Linked DNA regions of Mus musculus: region 1 is linked to region 2. Evidence: chromatin contacts called from public HiChIP or PLAC-seq data. All regions are on one chromosome and are shown on one strand. The core of a region is the stretch at or near the end of the contact, and the rest is flanking DNA. Distances in the headings are between cores, read along the strand shown.

Region 1 (6,414 bases), core at 1,645-4,144, 250 kb before region 2:
GATGTGTTGCCTATGGTCTTGGAGCTTATAGTCTGAGATCCACGAATCACTAATACTATCAATTACCAATATTCTACCAGGCTCGAAGGGTTTGGTTTTGTTTTCAGTCATTCAATTTAAACATTATGACAGATTTCCAAAGTGAGCTGCAATATCCTGTATGACTAACAAGGGAAGAGGGGGGTTGGGGGATATCAAGAGGTCACTCAGCCATGGCCAGCAGAAGAGTGGGACCAGGACCTTAGCCCGTAATTTCTTCCTTCATATCCACTTCCCTATCTCATTATAAGCCCTCTTTTATTCTTCCAGGTGGAGACAGTTCCTTTGCTGATGGTGGCAGTGAGGAGGTTCCTGGAGACCAGGAAGCCACTGTCTGTGTGGTCCTCATGAGGCCACTGTCTATGTGGTCCTTGAGTGCCCTAATCTGCACCTTTAGATGACATTCTCTGATGCATGCCCAGCCACTGGACACTCCTATGCCTCATGCTGCCTTGTGGTGGCTCGGAAGGAAGGATCATTGGGGTACCACAATCTCTTTGAGAGATGGCTCATGCATAAGTACTTGAGACACAAGATCACGGTGATGTCTCTATGGAGAGATGCAGATAAAGTCATCTGGGTACTCAGGTAGGATGAGGATACTCGGTGCCATCAGTGTAGACCTAGTGCACAGTCCCTAAATCTGGGTGTGCAGCCCCAACTAATGAGAGGATATGGTTATCAGGACAGTGAGCACAGTGTTCTGTGTTCACTGAGGAAAGTTGGCTTTTGCTGTGAGAACACTTCCCTGCAACAAGAAAGGCCCTGTCACCTATGTTGGAGTCATAAGGCAATTACCTGTTGATGATCAACCAGTGGATTGATAAAGGTGATGGATTGATAAAGGATTGATAGAGAGCCAAGCAAGACCCCTTTACAAAGAACCCTGGCCCCTCTCTCTGAAGACAGAGCCAACGTCTGGAGACTCATAAGATGGCACTGGAAGCATGCCATCAAAGGGCAGGGTGTGTCTGGAGCAGGCCAAAGCACGAAGCATTCTCAGCTTTGTACCACAGCCCATGGCGTGCTCACACAGGGACACAGGATGACATGCAAGTGCTGGGCTTGCTGGCTGGTCTGGCTCAGCACTCACTCCCTGCCCACGCCTGCCTCACCCTCCAGCCTTGCCAAATGGACATGCCCTCCTGTTTCTCAGGATTATCTGAGCCCAAGGGAGAGCAAAGAATCGAAGCTTGCAACAGGCAAAATCCCCTTGCCTCAGTCCATACCAACATTTCCCTTGTAAGTACTCTCAGGATGGAGTATCTACCTGTCACTTAGTAGTCAAACAACCTCCCCAAAGCCTGACTTTAGTCAATTCCAGATGATCCATTACCCGGATCACAACAAGGAAATAATGTGGTAACTGTGTGTGTGTGTGTGTGTGCCTGTCTGTCTGTCTGACTGACTGTATATACATACACATACACATACACACACACACACACACACACACACACACACACACACACACACACACATACACACACACACATACACACACATACACACACACACGCACGCACGCACGCACGCACGCACACACGCACATGCACATACACATCTAAATCCGGTGCCCGGGTCTGTGGTTGTCAAGTCTAGACCACTCACTGGTTTTGTAAACAATTTTATGGAGACGCAGCCACTGCCGTTCATGCATGCTTTGTCTAAGACTGTGTGTGTACTACTGAATAATTGCAGCAGTCCGCATGGCCTACAAAGCCCGACACTGTTCACCTTCTGATCCCCTAAAGGGAAGGTTAGCCAATCTTTCCTCTGTGAAACATCAGAGAGAACCCTTTTTTCATGGATTCATTAATCTATTCTTTTAATCAGGTTGCTAGATGGTTTCCCAACACTCTGGGCATAAAGGGCAGACCTAGTCTTGGCTGCCTTGAGATCTTCAAGGCAGAACCCAGTACCTCATAAGTACTTAAGAAATGTCTGTTGGGTGAGAAATGAGCTAACATAGTAATTTGGGAATTTCTACCATTGTGGATCTTAGGGTGGAGATTGAAATGGAATCTGAAAAGGTTTACCATGTTCATGAAAATGCTTTCCAGGGGAGAAAGTTCTTTCCTCCCTCAGTCGAGTAAGTGAATGAGCAAAGCGCTGGACGATGCTGACCCAGAGTTTCTAAGTCTGAAATCCAGGGCACCTAGGAATGAATGAAGCAGAAAGGAGTCTGGGTCTTCCGAGAGATCACCCGTACTGGCTGTACTCTGTCTATGAACCCAGTGCACTGCCAGTTGCTGGGGGCCAAGAGTGGGCACACTCAGCAGGAGCCCCCAGATGCTGACAGCATCCCACATCCTGGGGGCAAGGTGATGACAACAGAAGGAGCCCCAAGAGAGCTCCCATCTGTCCTTGCTGTGCTCTCTCTACCAGGACGCACAAACCATGGAGGAGACCCTGGTTGTATCCCAACCATGGCCAGAGTTTAGAACATGGGGCAGAAGAGAGGGACAGACCTCTCTGCGGTCGCCCCGTGACTGGAGCAGCAGCGTGCCTAGCCCCACCTCTGTGTGCTTCTGACTGGGAGAACGGCGGGTGCTTTCACATGCTGAGTTTTATAGGGGGATTCACAGTACAAGTGTTGACCGACCATGCTCTTGCCGTGAAAGGAGGCATCTTACTTCATGTTCCTGGCAGCAGCACGGAAGCTCTGTTCCTGTTGCCTAACCCAGTTCTATAGTCCTGCATGGGCAAGCCTGCGGGTTCCAAAGGCCTCCTTTTTGGCCAGAGAGGCATAAACATGGTCACCTAAGGCACCAGTCGATAAGATGAAAAGATTTCCCAGGTGCTGAGTCGCCCTCTGCCTGAGCCAGGAAGGCAGCCTTCCTGTATCACAAGGGGAGATCTTATCTAAGAAACATCTCCATATTGCTAGTTTCACAGACAGGCACAGCACAGGCACCACCCCCACCAATAAACTGGCTTTTTTTTTTTCTGCTTGCAAAAGGGGTTTTCTCTTTCACCTCTTTCTCTTCCTTTGCAGCGTGGGATCATGTCAGAAGGCAAGCGTGTTCTGGTAGAATAAAATTGCACCTGACTTGGAAGCCGGAACTATACTCTTATGTTAATGAGCGGGTGGCCAGAAGAGCCATTCTCAAAGCTTTCCTGTCATCTGCCCTTCTCCCTCCCCTCTCCCCTGCCTTCCCTTTCTCCTCACTTGTTCCCCCACCCCCGCCCCCCCACCTCCCCGCCCCATTCTCTTCCTTCTCAGCAAAAAAGTTGAGGGAGAGAAATTAAGAAGTGGCAGGTACAGCCACTGCCATGAATATCTAGCGCAGTGTCTCTTGTCAAAAAAATCAGAAGTGTATTAGAAAAGAAGAAAGCAAAACTCAGAGCTCAGACGGGTGTACGGCTCACCCATATCCTCATTCAGTTTCTTCTTCCTACTTAAATTTCACTGTATTTCTTTTTTTAACCTCTCCTGCAGGTCTTTATATATAGGATACCACACACTTCTGTCATTTAAAGTACGAAGGAACTAGCGGGGGGGGGGGGGGTGATCTATTTTCAGCCATATCTTGTTAGGATGCTTGTTTTTTTTTTTTAATGTATTTAATTAATTTATTTATTTCTGTCTTGTGGTGGGAAAAAGAAAAAAGGTGGATTTCTGAGAAAGCCAGGTCTCCAAAGAACACGAGTGAAGGTTGAGAGCGTGTCTGGCCACCTGTCCTGTCAATTAGAGGAATATCTATGAGGTCATGGCGTCCTATGGAACTGACATTCAGCCGTGAAGGGAGCAGGGTACACAGTGTGATAACAGGATGATAAGCCTACTTTGGTCCGATTAGAAAATAAAAGTGGAGGCCACTCCCTGGCCTAGCCCACAGTCTAGAGATGAATAAGGATGGGGCTCGGAGAACAGCCATTCCTGCCAGGAGCCTTCTCCTTCAATGGCCGCAGGACAGCAAAAAATGAAGTCCGAGAGCCATAATCACTCGCACAAAAGGGACAAATACTGTGGGTAGCTTTAGAAGCAGCTGAAAGGTGCCTTCAGTTCTGACAAGATTGGTGTTAATTACCAGCAAGGACTCCAGTATAATACTATTTAAATCATTTTAAATTATCCCTCTCAAAAATTAATTTTTCATCAAAGATTACACACACACAAAAAAATCATGATATCATCTCCGCAGCTGCGATTTAGTAATAATTTCATGTATTATTACCAATGTCAGTTGGATAAAAGAAAAAAATGGCACCCCACCGTGCTGATTCCAGCGCAGGCCATATATAGAAATTTTTAACTATCACTTATAATCGCTTTGATGAGCTTAAACCTCCTCTCAATTAACACCCTAAATGACACTGAGACATCTTAATGGTGGAGGGATGTTGGGGAAAGACTTTAATCAAATGATAAAGAGAAAAGCACAGAGAGAAATGAGGACCATGTGCACACTAGTCGGTCCAGTCCAACCTGAGTCCTCCATGATCCATAGGTCAGCTCTGTGGTGATAGCAGGGACACGGGCAGATATGGCGGGATAGACAGAAGGTTGTCCTAGTCTAGAAAAGTGAAGGCTTACCTCCAGATACATAGCAGAGCACTCAGACTTGAGGATTGGAATTTAGGGTGGCCATCAGTTATTCAAGTATGATCAAGGATGACAGAAAGGAGAAGGAGATACGGGTCCCTGGTGGCCATCTTCTGTAACATCCCAAGGTAGCAGTTTGGGGGATCTGTGATTCACATGGAGGTTCCCCAACTCCCTCTCAGCAGGGTGATGGACTATGATAGCTCCCTGGTGGGACATTTGAGTTATGCAAACTCACACAGCCAGGATGTTACAGAAGGACATTTCTCAGGCCATTATTTTTTATCGCAAACGGCTGTTTCTGAGCTTGGGAAGGATTTGAAATAAAATGAAATAAAACAAAATCCAAATGAAAGCTGACCAGCATGACCCACTCTTCCTAAATCATGTTCACAGTCTCCATGGTGATTTTTGTTCCCAATTAAGATGTCCTAATGAGCATGTGTTAGTTTTGCTTCCAGGAAACAAACCCTGCAATTAATGGCCCTGCAGGAGCCCTGATCTCTTGGGCCCCATACATGTATTGGGTCAGAAAGTCAAGTCTGTAAAGGCTTAGAAATGATATATTAAAACTTAAACATAGGGAAATGTGAGTTTCAGCCATGACTTACCTCTTTCTCTTAAGCTACTTTAGCCCCTAAAGACAGGACTAATATCACTGTCACTGACCTTGTATGAAGGAATAAGGGAGATGTAAGCTACATTTTTAGAAAAAAAAATGACACTTTTCTACCCGCTGCCACTAAAGTCAGCATCCAGGCAGGGCCAGGGGACTCTCACTTTATGTCAGAACCCTAAAAATAAACCACCAGAACACATTTCACCAAACAGAATTTGAAGAGGGGATATTAAGAACCAGACAGGATCAAAAAATTTCTGGAGAGTCTCATTGACATAAAGTAACAAATACAGTATTAAAACCAGACTTCCTCCTGATGGGCAAATCCGTATCTTTTTCCTGAGTACAAAGTACCTTGTTTGTTGTATCTGTTTTCTTCTGGTCATCCCAGTGTTTTCCCTACCCTGCCCTCTTTCTGCCTCCTGTCCCTGAAAATGTGCTGCTTCAACATTACATCACAGTGCTTGTCATGTGTTAAATTGTTGTCTTATTTCATTTTTGATATATTACTTTAAATAAACAGAGACACATATTTGTTGTAGTTAAATCCAGTTCTTCCTCCTGGCCCCAGGCTCCCAGAAATAAGACTCAGACTCAAAATATATTTACAAATACCTTGGCCATATAGTTAGGCTCTAGTCTGACTAGATCATAAGTAAAATAACCCAATTATTTTAACCTACATTCTGCCACATGGCTGTCCCCGGGTACTATGTGCCCATATAGTTGCCTCTTTTTGCCGATCCTCCACCTGATCTCTCACAGAATTCTTTCTCCTCCTGAATGTCCCACTTCTATTTCCTGCCCAAACCTAGGCTTTTTAATTGACAGGTAGCGCATCCATACAATACACAAGATATTCTCTCTACACATATGTGCATATACACACACACACACATCCTTTATATTCATATAGGTTAATACCCATCCTTTATATTCATATATGTTAATTCTCCTACTGAAATCATTCTTTCAAATATGTTTCAAACAGAGAGGCTCTTCTACATGGGTAAGAAACTTCCTAAGGGGCTGCTTACTTAAGAAAACCATACTGTTGACAGCATACTCAGAGGTAGTTTAGCTGGATATAGAATTAGAGGTTAAAGGTTATTTTTGTTCAATATTTCAAAAAAAAGTAATTCTACATTCTTCTATTGCTTCGGGTGGCTATTGAAATTTTAGATTTTAATTTAAGTGTTATTTCTGC
Region 2 (6,232 bases), core at 2,933-5,432:
AATCTAACTAGGACACAGGTAAACTATTGCCCCGCCCATTTGAGAGGAGCTATTGGCCTTGCGTGTCACTAAGACAATAGACTGTCTACCACGGATGAGGTGGCGGCTGTGTTGCACAGTGGGTGCTGGAAGGAGAAGGTAGCATTGGTAAGAGATCACAGCGATCCCAGAGGGACAAAGTTCCCGCAGAGCCTCCAGCAGGGTAAGGAGGACCTTCTGCAAAGACACACGCCCAACTCTGTAAGAGTACTCCCCACCCCACCCCCCACCCACTCGCAGCCAGCCAGCAACATCCCCAGAGGATAAACTACCACTTTGTACAGTGTAATTAAAAGACAGGAAAGAAAAAGAAAAGACCCCTCACAAAAAAAAAAAAAAAAAAAATCAAAAACCCAGACAGCACGAATAATGACAAGGAGCGCCTTTCAGACGACTGCGACAGGCAGAAAGTTGTGCTCCCAACAAAAGCAGTGCACAATGGTGAGCGCTTCTGTGAATAGGGACCGTGTCTGTCTGACTTTGTGTAGCGTGCCACAGACTGCCAAGTACCTGTGGGCGCTTAATACATGCCTTTGAAGAAAGTTGAATGCTGTCATTATTAGATCTGCCATAATGGTTTTTTAGTGAATGAACCTTCCTTATCAATCTTGTAAACACAATTTCAATAGTATTAATTCCACCACCTCTATCCTGAGTACTTTACTCGATACTGGGTCCTCAAACCCTGTCAAAAAAAATAATGCCTTTGATTGTATTTATTTATTATTTATTTATTTTGCAGTGTCACATGCCAGAATGAAAGGGAACTTAGCTTATATTCCATGTTCTCAAAGAGCCGAGGTGTAAAGGTTCATAAAGAGTCTAACAGGATTGTTTACCAGTTCCCAGTCCATGGCCACATTCTTGTTTTGCACACCATGTTGAAGGCATCTTTCAAAATGCTATTTGAGATTAAAAAATATAATGATCTTTATAACATTTAAACCAAACCAAAGGGCAGCTGTTTTAGAAGTAGATGCTTTCAAGGATTAACCCTTAACTGTGAACTAATTTAACTCTACCAGAGAAGAAATGCCTGAAACAAAGTGAGCACAGAGCGCAGAAACACCCCCACACACACACACACTCAGGAGTCACTTTGTAGACACAAAACGATGCCTGTCATCTTGGGTTTCAAAGGTCAATTCCTAACCCATGACCTCTTTGACCTTCAAGGTGTGCTGGCTAGTTTGATGTCAACTTAACACAAGCTGGAGTTATCCGAAAGGATGGAACCTCAATGAAGAAAAGACTTCTATCAAACTGTAGATTCAGTTTGGGGGTAGACGTTTAGTGGTCTGAGAGGGTGTAGAGGACCCAGAAACAGAACACAAAGCCTCATAAGGGAGACAGACCAAGGTCAGAAACCAGCAACACAGGCAAAGGCCACTCCAAGACAGTCACGAGATCACGTGGGCAACAGAATGCAGGGAACAGAGGACGGTAGGGGCCAGAGGGACAGGTGTTGCCTTTATGGAGGGCTCAAAGGCTGTGACAAGAAGGTGCCAGGGGTGGGCAGAGGCTCTCTGGGCAAGGAGACTGAACATGGTACACCCAGACTAAAGGAATAAGTGTCCTAGTGAGACCCCCACGAGAAGTGGGCCCATGGTAAGCTCTGGTCAGAGGAAGAAAAGTTTGTATCCCACAGTAAAGCCTAGGCTTGACCTGCTACAAGGGCATATGCTATGGAGAGCATAGTAGGCTCTTTAATTAGTATACACGTGCATTGTGTGGCTCACGGTAGTCGCTCACTGCTTAAGTTCTTGGGGTGTCGCTACCTATGTGAAGCTACCAGTGACTCAAAATGGGGTAGATCCAATAGACCCAGAGGTTAACATGTCTTTAACCATCTCTTTGAGAAAATTATTTTCAAATGGCTAGGCTTCTGCAGGCATGGCTCTGGAGCTTAAGGTCCTGGACATGGTAACTCTGTACTGGAACAAGATATACCAAAAAAGATGCTGTCAGATGAATCAGAAAGGGGGGGGGGGGCAGGTTTCAATTCCTGCAGCAGAGTTGCTCTTGGCTGAATGGCCTTATATGAAGGAGCTGACACATCTGTTTATCACCCCCAATTGCTGAGTGAGTGTACGGAAGTTCTTTTGCCTCTTTGAACCCATGGTAGAGCCTAGCAATTATCTTCCATGAGGTCAGTTCTGAGAAAACTCAGGGTGACTGATGCTTCATGACCTCTGACCCTCGATGTCTCCAGTACCAGACTCTTGTCAGGGTTCCCAGAACACGAACCAATTATGAGTGTTAGGAACAGTGCCCACTGTGGGTCAAGGAGAGGGAGGAAATGCATCCCTCGGGGATTGGGGGGGAGAGGCAATAGGCTAGACAGAGTTTGAGAACGGGGAGAGAAATACAGGGAAAAAGAGAGTGAGAAGGCAAGAAGGCGGGAGTGAGGGAAGACAGGGTCAGTAAGGAGCCCTCCCCTGCTCTTAGGCAGCTCGTGGGTCTGAAGAGAAGCAGCCATGTTGTGACCCTGTGGAACACTGCCTTAGCGGGCACTAAGGAGTATCTCATCTAATCCAAAGGCTCCAGAGGGTAAAACCACACTGCCACCTCTGCTAGACAAACGAGGCTACTGTTGTTGAGTGACGAGGGTCAGAATAGGAGCCCAGGCAGTGTGACTACAGATGCCACAAGAACGGGGAACATCAAAATGTGGTTGTGGCCAGGGCCACACTTAAAGCAAGAACAGGAGGGAAAACATGAGGGGAAATGACCCAACTCCTGCGTGAGCAGGGAAGGGTGCAGAGAGGAAGGCTTAAGAAGTACCTTAAAAAATATATGGCTGCTTGCTATTCAGGTGAAGAGCAGAAAGCATCGCAGAAGGAAACAGAAAGTACTAGTTACTGAAAGCCAGTCTGCCATTTGTGTGGGATGCGTCCATCCAGGCCATCTGGACAGGGATCTCTGAAGAGCTGGCTGCCGGTGACACCATCATCTCTGGAGCAGGCACTCAGAGCTGCTTCGAATGGCTCCCACTGTTACAGCGGTAATAAGACCCAGAGCGGGGCTGGAAGCTTCCTTTGAGAGTCATTCTTCAGGAGTCCAAGGGAGGCGAACGAAAGAGAAATTAAACACAATGCTGTGTCACGAACTTTGACCTACGTGTCAACTTAGAATTTCAAATAAAATTAGAAGATTTTTCTAATAATTATATGGGATGGCAAATAAGGTCCAGGGGCAAGCACATGTGGCAAAAAGTGACTAATTGTATTTTGCAAAAAGGCAACGGGTGCTGACCCTTCCCGGGATAATACTGCACAGAAGCCAGAGAAGAGGAAAGGTTACCAGCAGTTAATGTTAAATAGTGATCCATCCGCCACACACACCCCCACCCGCTCCTCCATATTCATAGGAAACAACCACCATCCATATTCATTGCCTGAGAAAGAGTTTTAAAGTAGCAAACATGCGCTTGGAAGGCTTCAGTTCTAATCAGAGCGCTTCCCCTTGATGGCCGCCATAGGCTTTCCTGCCAAACTCAAAATTAAAGTAAACTAATAAGGAAAAAAGGGGGTGTGTGCAACAGTACAGGAATAGTCTCCCTTAAGAGAGACAAGGGTGCCTGCTGTCAGGGGTCATCAGCTGGGGGCTTCTCAGCTGTGCACAAGAGCATCCCGGTGCTGCTCTGAACTGGGATCCCAGCTACCCCATCGGAGCCAAGCTTCGTCACAACTCTATGCCTCCATTTCCTCTGTAGCATGGCCTAACAACAGGCCCTGCCTCAAAAGAGAAAATTCAGAAAGCCACATTTCCGTCCATGGGCTCTGAATGGCAGTTTCTGGGCTTATGTCCTTGTCTTAGTAGTTCTGTAGGAAAACAGAAGTTAGAATTGAGAGAGAGACAGAGACACAGAGAAATAGAGACAGAGACATAGAGGCAGAACCACAGGCACCTAGAAGGAGAGATTTACATATGGTGGAGGATACAGGGAACCCAAGACACTCACTTCATTCCATGTGGTGTTCGCCTTGCCCTCTCCCCCACCCACACCGGGCCCTGAAGGCACCAGAGAGACTCAAAAGTCGATTTTCTCTGAAATGGAACCCACCCCAGTAACATGGGCAGGAAGGCAGGAAGTTGAGCAGAGCGCAGGCAGGTGTCTCACAGATTGTGATCTGAGAGCCCTCCCCTGCTGCGGGGGTCGCTTGCGCCCCCGCGCCCAAGCTCTGCGATCAGGGAGATTAGGGCCGCACTAGGCAGAAGGGCAGATTCAGAAAGGAAATGCGACGAAAGCGAAGAAACAAAAAGGAAGCTGAAAACAGTTCCGCGCCCAAAAGAAAAAACACCACAGGGCGCTCGCTCCGGAGCCTTGGGACATCGCGAGTCCCGCCAGGCTGGTGGCCTGTGATTACCTCTGTCCCCCAGCCACCGAGTCTGCGGAGGGGGGTCTGCTATGAGCAAAGTGAAATCTGTTTAAATCGGGTTGCTCTTTGGAGAAATAGCATTTGGGAAAGTGCAAGCGCTCTGCGGAATTCGGGACTTGTCCAAGGGTGGCGCTGAACCTGGTGGCTAGGAAACTCGGGGTGTGCACCCCCAGCCCGTGAGGCCCTGTGATGAGAGATAGCATTGACGAATCCGAGTTGAGGGTGAGAATCACCCCAACACCACCTCCCAGGGACCACAGGTCTCCCTGAAGGTCAAGGGTTCCCGGGTCAGCCTGGCAGAGCCTCCCAAATGAAATGATTCCCCAAGGAGAGGGCCAGCAGCCAGCACTGCACTACAGCGCTGCCGCTGCTGGGAAAGTGGGCAATTGCAGACAGACCAACCACCGACTAACCCAGAGTCTGGCTTCCTAAGCCATTTAAAGTCCTGCTGTGCTTTTGTTGTAAAGTTCTTCACAGCCACCGAGTAAAAATTTAAAAATAAAAACGTAATAATAATAATACATAACAAAAATAAGAAGAAAAAAATTTTTGAAAGCATGCAAAGCGGTCTTTAAAGGGAAACCCACATCACCATTTCCTCTTGGAGCCCCACCCTTCTGGAAGACCTAAAGATGGCTGCACCCAGCCCTTGCCTTTCTGCTGCTCCCTACGCTACCCCTAGGACTCTGGGTTTTCTTGAGGGTTTATTTTGTTTTCCTTTGGTTTTTAAGGCAAGGCAGGAGTCTGTCCAGCAACAGGTGGCTGCTTGTGCTGCAGGCGGCTGCCCTCCTTGTCCTGGGCAGCAGCGGGGAGCAGTTTTGCTATGTCCTCTGTTGGGTTTTCCTGTAATTCCCAGGACCCTCCTGCCCTTCCGTATTCTGTTGAGAATGGGCATGAACCAGATTCCTGGAGTCATATAAAAACTCCGTTATGGTTTACAAACAGCTTTGAAACCATAAGAAATTAATTTTTTTAATTACAATTTTGTTCCAGCCAAACAGGGACCCGAAACATTAACTTTCTTTACCAACCAAGGGTGTGCGATGAAATCGCCCAGCTGACCGAGGAAGCAAAAGGTTTATAAATAAACGCTTCCAACTGACGCCAGCATGCAGAGGCACCGCAGAGCTGGCCGGGCAGAACCTTTTCACCTTGGTTACTGTCAGGAGATTGTGTGGCATGGCCACAAGCGGACATCCTGGGACTTTGTTCCATATATAACCAGGAATAAATGTCTGTCCTGACTCCCTGGGTTCCTTCAGTTACTGTGAGACAGATCAGACAGGCCAGCACTCAGCATCTTTGTGACAGATTAAATAGTGATCCGATCAGGCCTTGACCAGATTCTTGGGTACTGATGCTGCCTTTTGTAACAGTGGAGGCTCAATATTCTCTGTCTTATTCTCAGCCCAATGCTATAGATGATCAAATGTGATTAAAAAAAAAAAAGAGTAGAGACACCAAACCTCGCTCCGGCTGAGAACCCGCAGAATCGGGGTACTGAGGCCCTTGCAGCATCCCACACAGGTGTGTGGAGTTCCCCCAGTTCTTCACGTTATCAACCTTGGACTGGTGCTCCCGTTCTGTTGTAGTTCCACCTCCACCTCCCTCCACCCCCGGGGGGACTTAAAACTTGCTTTTCTGAGCCTTTGATTAAATGGCATGTTTTGAGACGTTCCCTTCCCCATGCCGGTCAATAATAACTGTGCGGGGCTTTGTGGGAGGCCCCTTGGACGCAGCAGTTGAAAGGCGGGTGTTACAGTCAGATGTGCAGGTCCAAGCGGAGGTCGTGCCTCTGTGACTGTTGGAAG

The links. HiChIP or PLAC-seq counts read pairs in DNA pulled down with a chosen protein or histone mark.
Region 1: a contact with region 2 is called in an H3K27ac HiChIP or PLAC-seq map of T-cell acute lymphoblastic leukemia, with 4 times the contacts expected there. The contact joins two enhancer-like sites. A contact is called at or near these places in 2 of 115 datasets of contacts at active chromatin or transcription factors (the SCID.adh cell line and T-cell acute lymphoblastic leukemia) and 1 of 9 other capture datasets (embryonic stem cells).

The regions. Positions count from the first base shown.
Region 1 is chr12:106,561,976-106,568,389 of GRCm38.p6, reverse strand. It overlaps the pseudogene Gm17053. Among named protein-coding and RNA genes, the nearest start is that of Gm32935, 36 kb to the right of the region's middle. Within about 2 kb of position 2,894, at least 24 of the 459 cell types and tissues checked have an H3K27ac peak or open chromatin away from gene starts, as enhancers often do. A contact at or near this core is called in the SCID.adh cell line and T-cell acute lymphoblastic leukemia, where this site is marked.
Region 2 is chr12:106,309,186-106,315,417 of GRCm38.p6, reverse strand. No RefSeq gene overlaps it. Among named protein-coding and RNA genes, the nearest start is that of Gm24986, 91 kb to the right of the region's middle. Within about 2 kb of position 4,182, at least 73 of the 459 cell types and tissues checked have an H3K27ac peak or open chromatin away from gene starts, as enhancers often do. A contact at or near this core is called in the SCID.adh cell line and T-cell acute lymphoblastic leukemia, where this site is marked.